Regions from separate parts of the Mus musculus genome. Here region 1 is linked to region 2. Evidence: chromatin contacts called from public promoter capture Hi-C data. All regions are on one chromosome and are shown on one strand. Each heading gives the region's core, a stretch centred on a gene start, on an enhancer-like site or on the middle of the called end of the contact. The rest is flanking DNA. Distances are from core to core; before and after follow the strand shown.

Evidence for each region. Promoter capture Hi-C pulls out the DNA fragments that hold promoters and counts their contacts.
Region 1: a promoter capture Hi-C map of hippocampal neurons shows a contact between it and region 2, with 2.5 times the contacts expected there. The contact joins two enhancer-like sites. A contact is called at or near these places in 5 of 39 promoter capture datasets (the C10 cell line, cranial neural crest, hippocampal neurons and 2 more) and 4 of 484 Hi-C or Micro-C datasets (cerebellar granule neurons and cerebellum).

Annotation. Positions count from the first base shown.
Region 1 is chr13:84,397,494-84,401,716 of GRCm38.p6, reverse strand. No RefSeq gene overlaps it. Among named protein-coding and RNA genes, the nearest start is that of Gm41011, 56 kb to the right of the region's middle. Within about 2 kb of position 1,891, at least 18 of the 459 cell types and tissues checked have an H3K27ac peak or open chromatin away from gene starts, as enhancers often do. A contact at or near this core is called in hippocampal neurons, where this site is marked.
Region 2 is chr13:83,867,775-83,872,431 of GRCm38.p6, reverse strand. No RefSeq gene overlaps it. Among named protein-coding and RNA genes, the nearest start is that of Gm52045, 13 kb to the left of the region's middle. Within about 2 kb of position 3,326, at least 36 of the 459 cell types and tissues checked have an H3K27ac peak or open chromatin away from gene starts, as enhancers often do. A contact at or near this core is called in hippocampal neurons, where this site is marked.

The DNA of each region.
Region 1 (4,223 bases), core at 642-3,141, 530 kb before region 2:
GGGATCCGCTATATATAACTGGAGGATTTGATTTTGTAGTATTTAGCAATGTACATATTCTATAGTGTAAATTATATTTAAGTCATTCTTAAAACATATGTCCATGCATTCACAGCTGTCTGCAAATGAAAGTAAGGTCCCAGTTTATCTAGATACAAACAATACTTTTCTAGCCCCTGATTTTCTCTACAATACACTAAAGCCATGAATGTTTCAGCTAGTTATCTTCATAATCTGCATCAGGATTTTTTTCCTCTCATTGTTTACTGTTCTACCAAAGCTTTTCCAGAGAGCATTTTATAGGCAAGAAAAATTAACTTCTTTAAGAACAAATAAAGTGTTTTGGAGCATAAATGGCCATACCTGAAACAATTATCAGGTCAAATTTGAAGGTCTGAGGGGCATCCTGTCCAACATCCTGCCCCAGCAGCCTCCTTCCAGCCTCCCATCCCATCACCTCAGCAACAGAAACCCTCTGAGGCACAGGTCACTCCACTGTGGCATTGACAAGAACACATTCCCTGTGGGTGGTCTGGCTTTTACAAGTGTTTGGACACAAATACATTAATGTGGCCATTTTAAAGCAAATGATTCTTCTATTTTTCCCTGAAAAAAAAAAATCATCCTAGCAGGGTTTTGCTTTCTAAAATACTGTTGCTATTGCTACTGTTGTTGTTTTTAATCTAGAAAATCCAAATACTGAGTAATTTTCAGATTGATGTTAACTCTTGGTTTCCCATCACCCTTCCACCACGTAGCCAGCTCAGGCATTACATTCATGTTTTCAGCTCTGAGCATCGCTATGCCCTGCCTTACTGCAATGATGTTTAGTAGCCTGTCAGTTCCCAGGTCCCAAGGAGTGCAGCCAAATGGTTTTCTACTTAATCAGCATAAAGTGTGAACAGTCAGAAATCAGCTGAGTGCAGGGCTGATCCTGACCATCACAGCAATCTCTATTCTAAATAGGTAAAATTTCAAAGCCTATTGGTAAGCAAAATGTGCTTTCAAAATCCTGTTTTAATTTGTTTTAAAAGAAATAGCTGCATTTTTTTTAAAAAAAAAAGCAGTTTTACATTGACATTTATGGATCAAGTTGATCTGATCTATATGAGGCATTGAGCATATAACAATATATATTCTTCATATAACAGGTACTTCAGGGTGTTAGAAAGTATTAGGCTGTTCTCATGATTGCCAAGAATGGTCATGTTATTGGCAACAGCCTGAAGATGAAAATGACTAATTCACTCATAGATTATTAAGCAACAGGATGTACTCAAAATCAAAGGACCTTAGTTCTTCACATTGAGGAAAGAAACAGCAGGACTTTTCAAGGGTTCTTTCTGAGGTCCAAGTTCTAAGAAAGTCCCAAAGGCTTCTTAAAGTTCTAGTGGTTTAGGCAAGGAACAATCAAGTTAAATAGGTTGCTTTTCAAGGAAAAAGAAGAAGGAAGAGTGGAAAAGGTGAATTATTGACAAGGTGCCATTAATGAAAATGTTTGTGAGATGTGTGTGTGTGTGTGTGTGTGTCAGAGAAAGAAAGAGAGAGAGAGAGAGAGGGAGAGAGAGAGAGAGAGATCTAAAAGACAGTACACAAACTGGGTCAATTTTAAAGGAAAGCTAAAGTGAAAAACAAGTAAATTTATACATAAAAGACTGCTGCAGATGCTGGTCTTCCAACTCCTGAGCCTCCTGTCTAGTTCCAGAAACAGCCCACCCACCTCCTGCCTCGTGGGATGTGTGTTTGGTGCTCTGCTCCTTGTTTGCAGAGCAATCCTTGTTTTGCTCCTTTGTTTTGTCCAGCTTCTATTTTGCTCTCTCTCCTCTTCCCTGTAACCTCTGCCACTCTTCATCTGGCCCTTGCTCTGTGTCGTGACCTTATACATGTTTCTTTCAGGTCAGACATCCTTGAACTTCTCCCTGACCCTAGGTCTCCTCCTGGCCACAGTCTTACCATAGTGCTACAGGCCAGAGGGCTGCCTGGAAGGCTTCTGAGAGGAGAGAGACAGTGATAGCCTAGCTGAACAGCTTGAGCCATGCACTTAAGCCCCTTATTGACAGCATCTTCACAGAGGGGGAAAGCATGAGTCAATTTTGAACTTGAAAATTTTGCATGGTTTCCAAATGTCCTGAATGTATTCTCCTGTTTCATGTGATTATCACTCTGCAGCATGCTGCCGGCTACCTAAATCCCATGCAAATCACTTGCAAGATGTAGGCTCAGTGAAAACACTCTCCCACATGCACAGTAAAAACCAAGCATTATTTCCTACAAATCTAGCTGTAAGAAATGAAAAAGGGAGGTTATTATTATTTTTAATATTAATAGCAACTATTAACTGTTCATTTAGCCTAAATCATCTGGAAGGGAAATCTGTGCTGCTTGCTTGTTAGTCGAACAGAATGCATGATAATGTTCTGTTGTGTGCTATGTGGCATACTCAGTTGCTAGGTTACCCAGAACATCAGGAATTCAGGGAACAATGTACTTATATCTTTTTCAATTTTGAAAAATAAAATAGGTATTGACATAAAATACAGTGTGGCACTGAAGTAATTTTGTAGTGGAGAGATCAGAGGAAGGGGGCCTTTCATCTCCGTGACAGCAGTTTACTCCTCTTGGTGACTTACTGAGGGCAGGGGCAGGGCAGCACAACAGGAAGTCAGTCTCTGGCAGAATGCTTGTGGTCCCTGTACCCCAGCAACTCTTTCTTGAGTCAGGCTCCCCAAAGCCATCCTGCAGCTGCTGTTCTGAGCTATGTCAACTGGTCCTACAGAAACCTATGACAGGTCCAGTGATGTATGGGCCTGCGAGGGAACAGCGAAGCCTTTCATGTTAAGAACAAATATGACAGATCATGCTAAGGTCCTCAGCCAGCCAGGGCCATGCCAGGAACTTCTTTATGATTATTATTATTATCACCTTCTTACTTGGAGATAATGTCATAATTTACAGTCGGGTATTGTGGGACCCAAATGATTGATGCCACTTGGACATGAATTGGTGGGGTTAATAATGGTCATTCACTGTGGCCCAGCATGGGAGGCAGCGCTCTCAGAAAGGCTGCACTCACTCTGGTATTCTGCTCAGGACAGGAAGGTGGACTTCTCCGAGTCAACATGCCATCACATTCTGCTTCTGAAAGCATCCCCTGGGCCTTGATGAAAACTAGGGGCAGGGTACCTCAAAGGCTGCCTCTGTTCTTTCCAGGAATACTTTTGATTTTGTTTAATGTTCAGCCCTATATGTCCACACTGAAGTTTGATTGAGATGTGCAACCCTAATTCTCTGATGAAGCATGGGCTACGTTTGGAAATATAAAGCAAAATCCTACATAGCAAATCTGTTCCATTCTAGCAATGTCTTTAGGTGGGAACCCAAGCTAGAGATAGCTGCCTCCATATTCTCTTATTTATTTATCCTAGGATTATTTTGGATGCCAACAATGATTGGGATAGGACTGTTAATTTTTAAAGTGATTAAAATTAATTGAGCATACTGTAATGTAATCTAAAATACGGGATGGAGGAAATGGAGATTCAGTTTATTTCAAGGTGAAAGGTACTGAAAAGCAATTTTGTAAAAACTTCAAAAAGTTAGAATTGAGTCTTAAGATAGAAAGTGACGCAGGCCTCAGATCCCAGAACTCAGGAGTTAGAGACAGGATCAGGAGTTCAAAACCAGCCTCGGATATATCACAGGTCAAGGCCAGCCTGGGGTACTGGGGATCCTGTTTCAAAAATAAAGTATCATGAAATGAAATGAAATGAAATGAAATGAAATGAAATGAAATGAAATGAAATGAAATCACAAAATGAGCTGAAAACCAGAAGACTACCCTAATATGCTTAGACTGTTCCTGCTATCCTATACCTAAGTATAGGGATAGCAGTATGTGTTGACAAAGTTTCCCAACACTAGCATAAAGTGCTTTGACAATTAAGAGGAGCTATTCTCTGAGCAACGGCCATAAGAGAAGGCTTCTACAAGTGCTTCATGACAATACAGACCTTCAGAGATGATCGAATGTCAGATAAGAGGAAAGTACTTCCAGTGCCATAAAAATCATGCTGGGAGCCATCTTTTTCTGTTTGGAGAGTCACTATGCCTTTGTTTTCAGCACTGCTAAGAAGGAGAGTCACTCTTTAAAATGATTAAACTTGGACAGCTTGTGCCATTAAGTAGTAGCATTCATTTTTCTCATACATCGCAGTTCACCTGTC
Region 2 (4,657 bases), core at 2,077-4,576:
CCCTAGCAAAATGGTACTATTGCTATGTCTATTTCCATGATACTGGTAATAATTTTAATCTGTCACATCATTCTTACCCCCTTCATGTCCCACCCCACATGCATTCGGCTGTTAGCAGTATGCAAAACACCATCATGAATATGCGTAATTATGGAGATTCATGGTAATTTTTCAGGGTTATCTGATGTGACGTTTATAGGACAGCAGCATACATCAATTTAAACAAGAGTGACAAATATCTTATCCTTTATATTTCTATAGTATTTTTAATATTTCCTCAGCCCCTCTCCAGGGAGTAGTATGAAATGGTAAGAACTTGAATAATAAAAACGTTAAACAATCAAATGCTTTGCTAGATGTTTTTTTTTTAAGCAAGTTTTACAATGATTCTCTACCTGTTGAAGTTTAAAAAGTATACTGTATGGATTTTTTTACTTAACAATACTTTCATCAAGTGTCTTATACACTTCAAACCAACAAAAGCATGGGCTGCTGCACATGGCATTTTAAGATGAGGGCAAAATTGCTTAATTACTTTTAAACTATGGTTGCTTGCCTGACAGAACTATTTGGCAAACATAGTCCACCAATTTTATTAAGTGTAGGGACCTGAAACACTAATCTCTTTGGAGCATATTTGAATTTTGTTCTAAGTGAGTTGCACCTCTTGGAGACTTGCACATTATCTTTATCTCGGTGACTAATTAGGACTCGCTTGACAATTTCATATTTACAATGATTATGAAGTAGGAATCCTTTTTCTTGTTCAGACTGTTTGTCATGAATACTGTATAGTAATAGTTACATTGAAGACATAGAGACTCCCACAATATGATTGAGTGGCAGCTTAAGTTTAAGCTGAGTAAACGTGAATGGTATCAAGATGTCTCAATAGAGGGGCAATTATTATCCACTTCTCATGCCATCACTAAAAACAACAAAATAACTGTTCATTCAAGTCATTATATCAGCCATATTTTTAAATGTACTAACAATAAAGTCACTAAAAGTTGGCTTGATTGAAAATGTCACTCCTCATTCCAATCAAACAAATTCAGAATTCTCTTTTTCTCGGGCAAACACTTTCATGATTCCAGGTTGAGGATCAAACCTTTACAGTTAAATATTGTACAGTATTTTGTTACTAAAGCAATACCAGAATACTCTCTAAAGAATCAGCAGGACCTATTGTTTGAGGGTATTGCTAGTAAAAAATGACAAGGGTGGATACTGGGACATTGATCCAGAGGTTGTTGGAAGAAGCTATTTTGTACCACATATGTATAATTGTATGTTAAATCATTAAATATCATTGTTTATTGCTTAGAAATAATTCCTTATGAAAATACATTAAACGTTTGCCCCTTGTTAAGGTCCCAGTTTGATTAATAAACAAATCTTCTGGTATAGTAAACCCAAAACATAACAATGTTGTTAAAAGATTCACCTTTGTAGTGGGATGTTTTCTAAAGTGCCACTTTCAGCAAACACAGTTTCTTTCGATATACATGTATAACACAAACTAAAGAATTGATGCAATCATCCAAATAATTCAAGGGTAAAATACATGTGCTTCAACTATTTATTGCAAGGAAAAGTGAAGGATTTAGCATGAACTGTACAAAGGACTGTCTTGATTTTCTTCACTTTTCATGTGCAGACCTAGTTTACAATAATATTTGTCAACATTTGAAACTTATACATATATAATGCTGAAGTATCTCTCCACAGAAGATGACCACCACTCTTCTCATAGCAATGATTTATACTCTTTGGTTGTACTCATGTTTAGTTGAGTTAGACTCTGTGTGTGTGTGTGTGTGTGTGTGTGTGTGTGTGTGTGTGTGTGTGTGTGTGTTGTGTGTGTGTGTGTGTGTGTGTGTGCGCGCGCGTGTGTGTACATGTGTATGTGTGCAAATTAAATTGAGGTAAAACTAAATAGACTCATCATGTTCATTTATTAACTGCTTGGTTAATAAATAGATTCATATAAATGATACATTAAGTTTCAGAAAAGAGGTTCTTTAATATAGCCTTTCTAAAATTTTATTAATAAATATTTCTGAATATAGCCATAAATTAATTTGTATACATTTACATTTATAGTGAAATAGAAAAACTTTTGAGAGATGTTCTATATTGTACACATTTAAGACTGTTTTACAGTTAGTAAAACATCCATAAAGAAATCAAATATCAGAATTCATTTTCAAAAGTTTCATTGACACAATAAAAATTCAAATATGTGTCAGATTTTACACTGTTTCTTCCATGTTCCACATAGATGACATTTGAATTATTCTACCTTTTGTTTATTAAATGTACAAAGTATATTTTCAACCCATTTGAAAACTCTCTTCTGTTTATTAACACATGAGGACTCTTAGCTCTCTCCTGGGTTTACATAATTTCAACTTGCAGTCTTTACTTTAGCCACATAGAAAAGCATTCCAGAAAGAAGAAAGCAGCTGGTCATGTTTCTTCATCCTGGTACTGTGTCAGAACATGTTTTGTTCAATACTAGAAATTAAATCTTGATTCAGTTAAAATATCACTAGCAAGTTGGACTATAAGTGTTTTACTGGACAAACAGTGTCTAAATATTAAAAGACATCCAAATATTGTTTAAATCTATTTAGCCATGAAAATGAACTTTATGGGTTATATATTTAGCAGATGGGCTCATGTGAAACATTCATTTGTAATTTTCTTGTTTTGTAAAACATTATGCAATTGAAGCTTACAGTATGACCAAAATTCACTCTATCCCCATAGAAACACATGGAACAGAAACAGAATTAAGCATCTCAGAGTATTTTACTTCCCCAATGTTGTTTTAATTCGTTCAGAAAAATCAAATGTCTGTCTTTAAATTTATTTATGAAAACTCAACTTCCAGAGTCAAATGAATACATTTTATATAAACACTGAGCGAGGCCTTGATAGATACTTTCCTTTGGAAATGCTAAGGAGCAAAATATAATAATTTGGTGGCAAACATCTGTCTGTTAATCATATAAGATAAATTCATAAGAAATACAGGAAAGATATTTATTTACTGTTACTGCTAAGCCAGTCTTTATTTATCTTGGAAGATTTTTCATCTATGAGTGGAAAACAAACTTTCCTTCAAGAGGTCTGTGAACCGAATAATAAATGTCAGGTCTAAATCCTGTATGAAAATCAGTCCGGTTTAATCCTGGATATTCCTCAGCATGCAAATGAAGACTAGAGGTTTCCCTGGGCCCGCTGTCATACAGGCAGCCAATTTACAGACCCTGGCACAGTGTATGTGTTATGGGCTCAGCTGCCCCTCCCCCTAGCCTAAGACTTGGTCTCAGCTGCCTGCCTTTCACAGAAAACCACAAACCAAGGAAACATATCAGTAATAGCGCCCTGTAAATTAACTTGACATTTGATGCAGAAAAAACCCTAAAAGCTTACAAAAGACATTGAAAACAAAAGCCACTCAGGACTCACACTACATATATTGTGGATTTAAGAGATCTGGAAGGTGGTTATTCTATTGTAACCAACATATACAGCCTTCTTCTTCTTTGTTAAGACAATTCAGTCATTCTTTGTTACAAGCAGACTATCCGTCAAACAAGAAAACAATGTTTTCCACAAAAACTACTTAGAAGTCCAACTAGTATTATAATCATTATTCAATCAGTGACTGAATTTACATTAAAAATTAAAGTTACGCATTCCTACTGTTTAATAAGAAGATAAAATGTGGGTATATGTTTCCTCAAGAAATAGGACATATTAATGCTTCTAACATGTAAATAATGTAAGACTCATTGCAAAATGGTGTGAATATTACTGAATATGGGATATTTACAAATATTGTGTGTCTTAAAATTGTACCATTCAAGGGATTTCATTCTCCTCATGCTTCAAAAACTCCAAATGCTTTCTATAACAAATATAGATATATGCATATACAGAGATATATAGATACATACACATAAACACACATATGCATATATATGTATATATATGTGTGTGTGTGTATATGTGTGTGTGTGTGTGTGTGTGTGTGTGTGTGTGTGTGTGTGTGTGTGTGGTTCAAAGGAGGACTGTTGATAAAATATTAAATGGTTCTTTGACATCAGCTGTGGCATGAGGCTAGAGCAAGGCACAGAACACATTTAAGCCATTAGACATGCAGGAATGTTACCATTATTATGCAGTATTGTGTCTGGCTATGCCTGCCTCTCTCTCTCTCTCTCTCTCTCTCTCTCTCTCTCTCTCTCTCTCTCTCTCTCTCTCTCTCTCTCTCTCCTCCCCCCAATCTCTGTCTCTTTCTCTCTCCTTACCTCCCTCCCTCTTTTTTTTCTTATACCCTCCTCCCAACCTTCTACGACTTTCTCTGTACTCTCCCTCCCTCAGCAGGGCTTGCTATACTGAACATTACAAATTCTGGTCTTAGAGTCTACAAGTACAGAACCACACTAGTGAAAATGCGTAATCTTAGCATCTGTGCTTTTTGATATTCATGGATTTATTTACAAGTCCCTGTGTTCCACTCTTTTCGCCCTTTCTACGGCTTATATTACTGTCATGCCTATATTCTTGTGGGAATTTCAAATAAGAATCAAGATATACTTGGCAAATGTTCTATAATGTTGTGTGCATCTCCATAATTTAG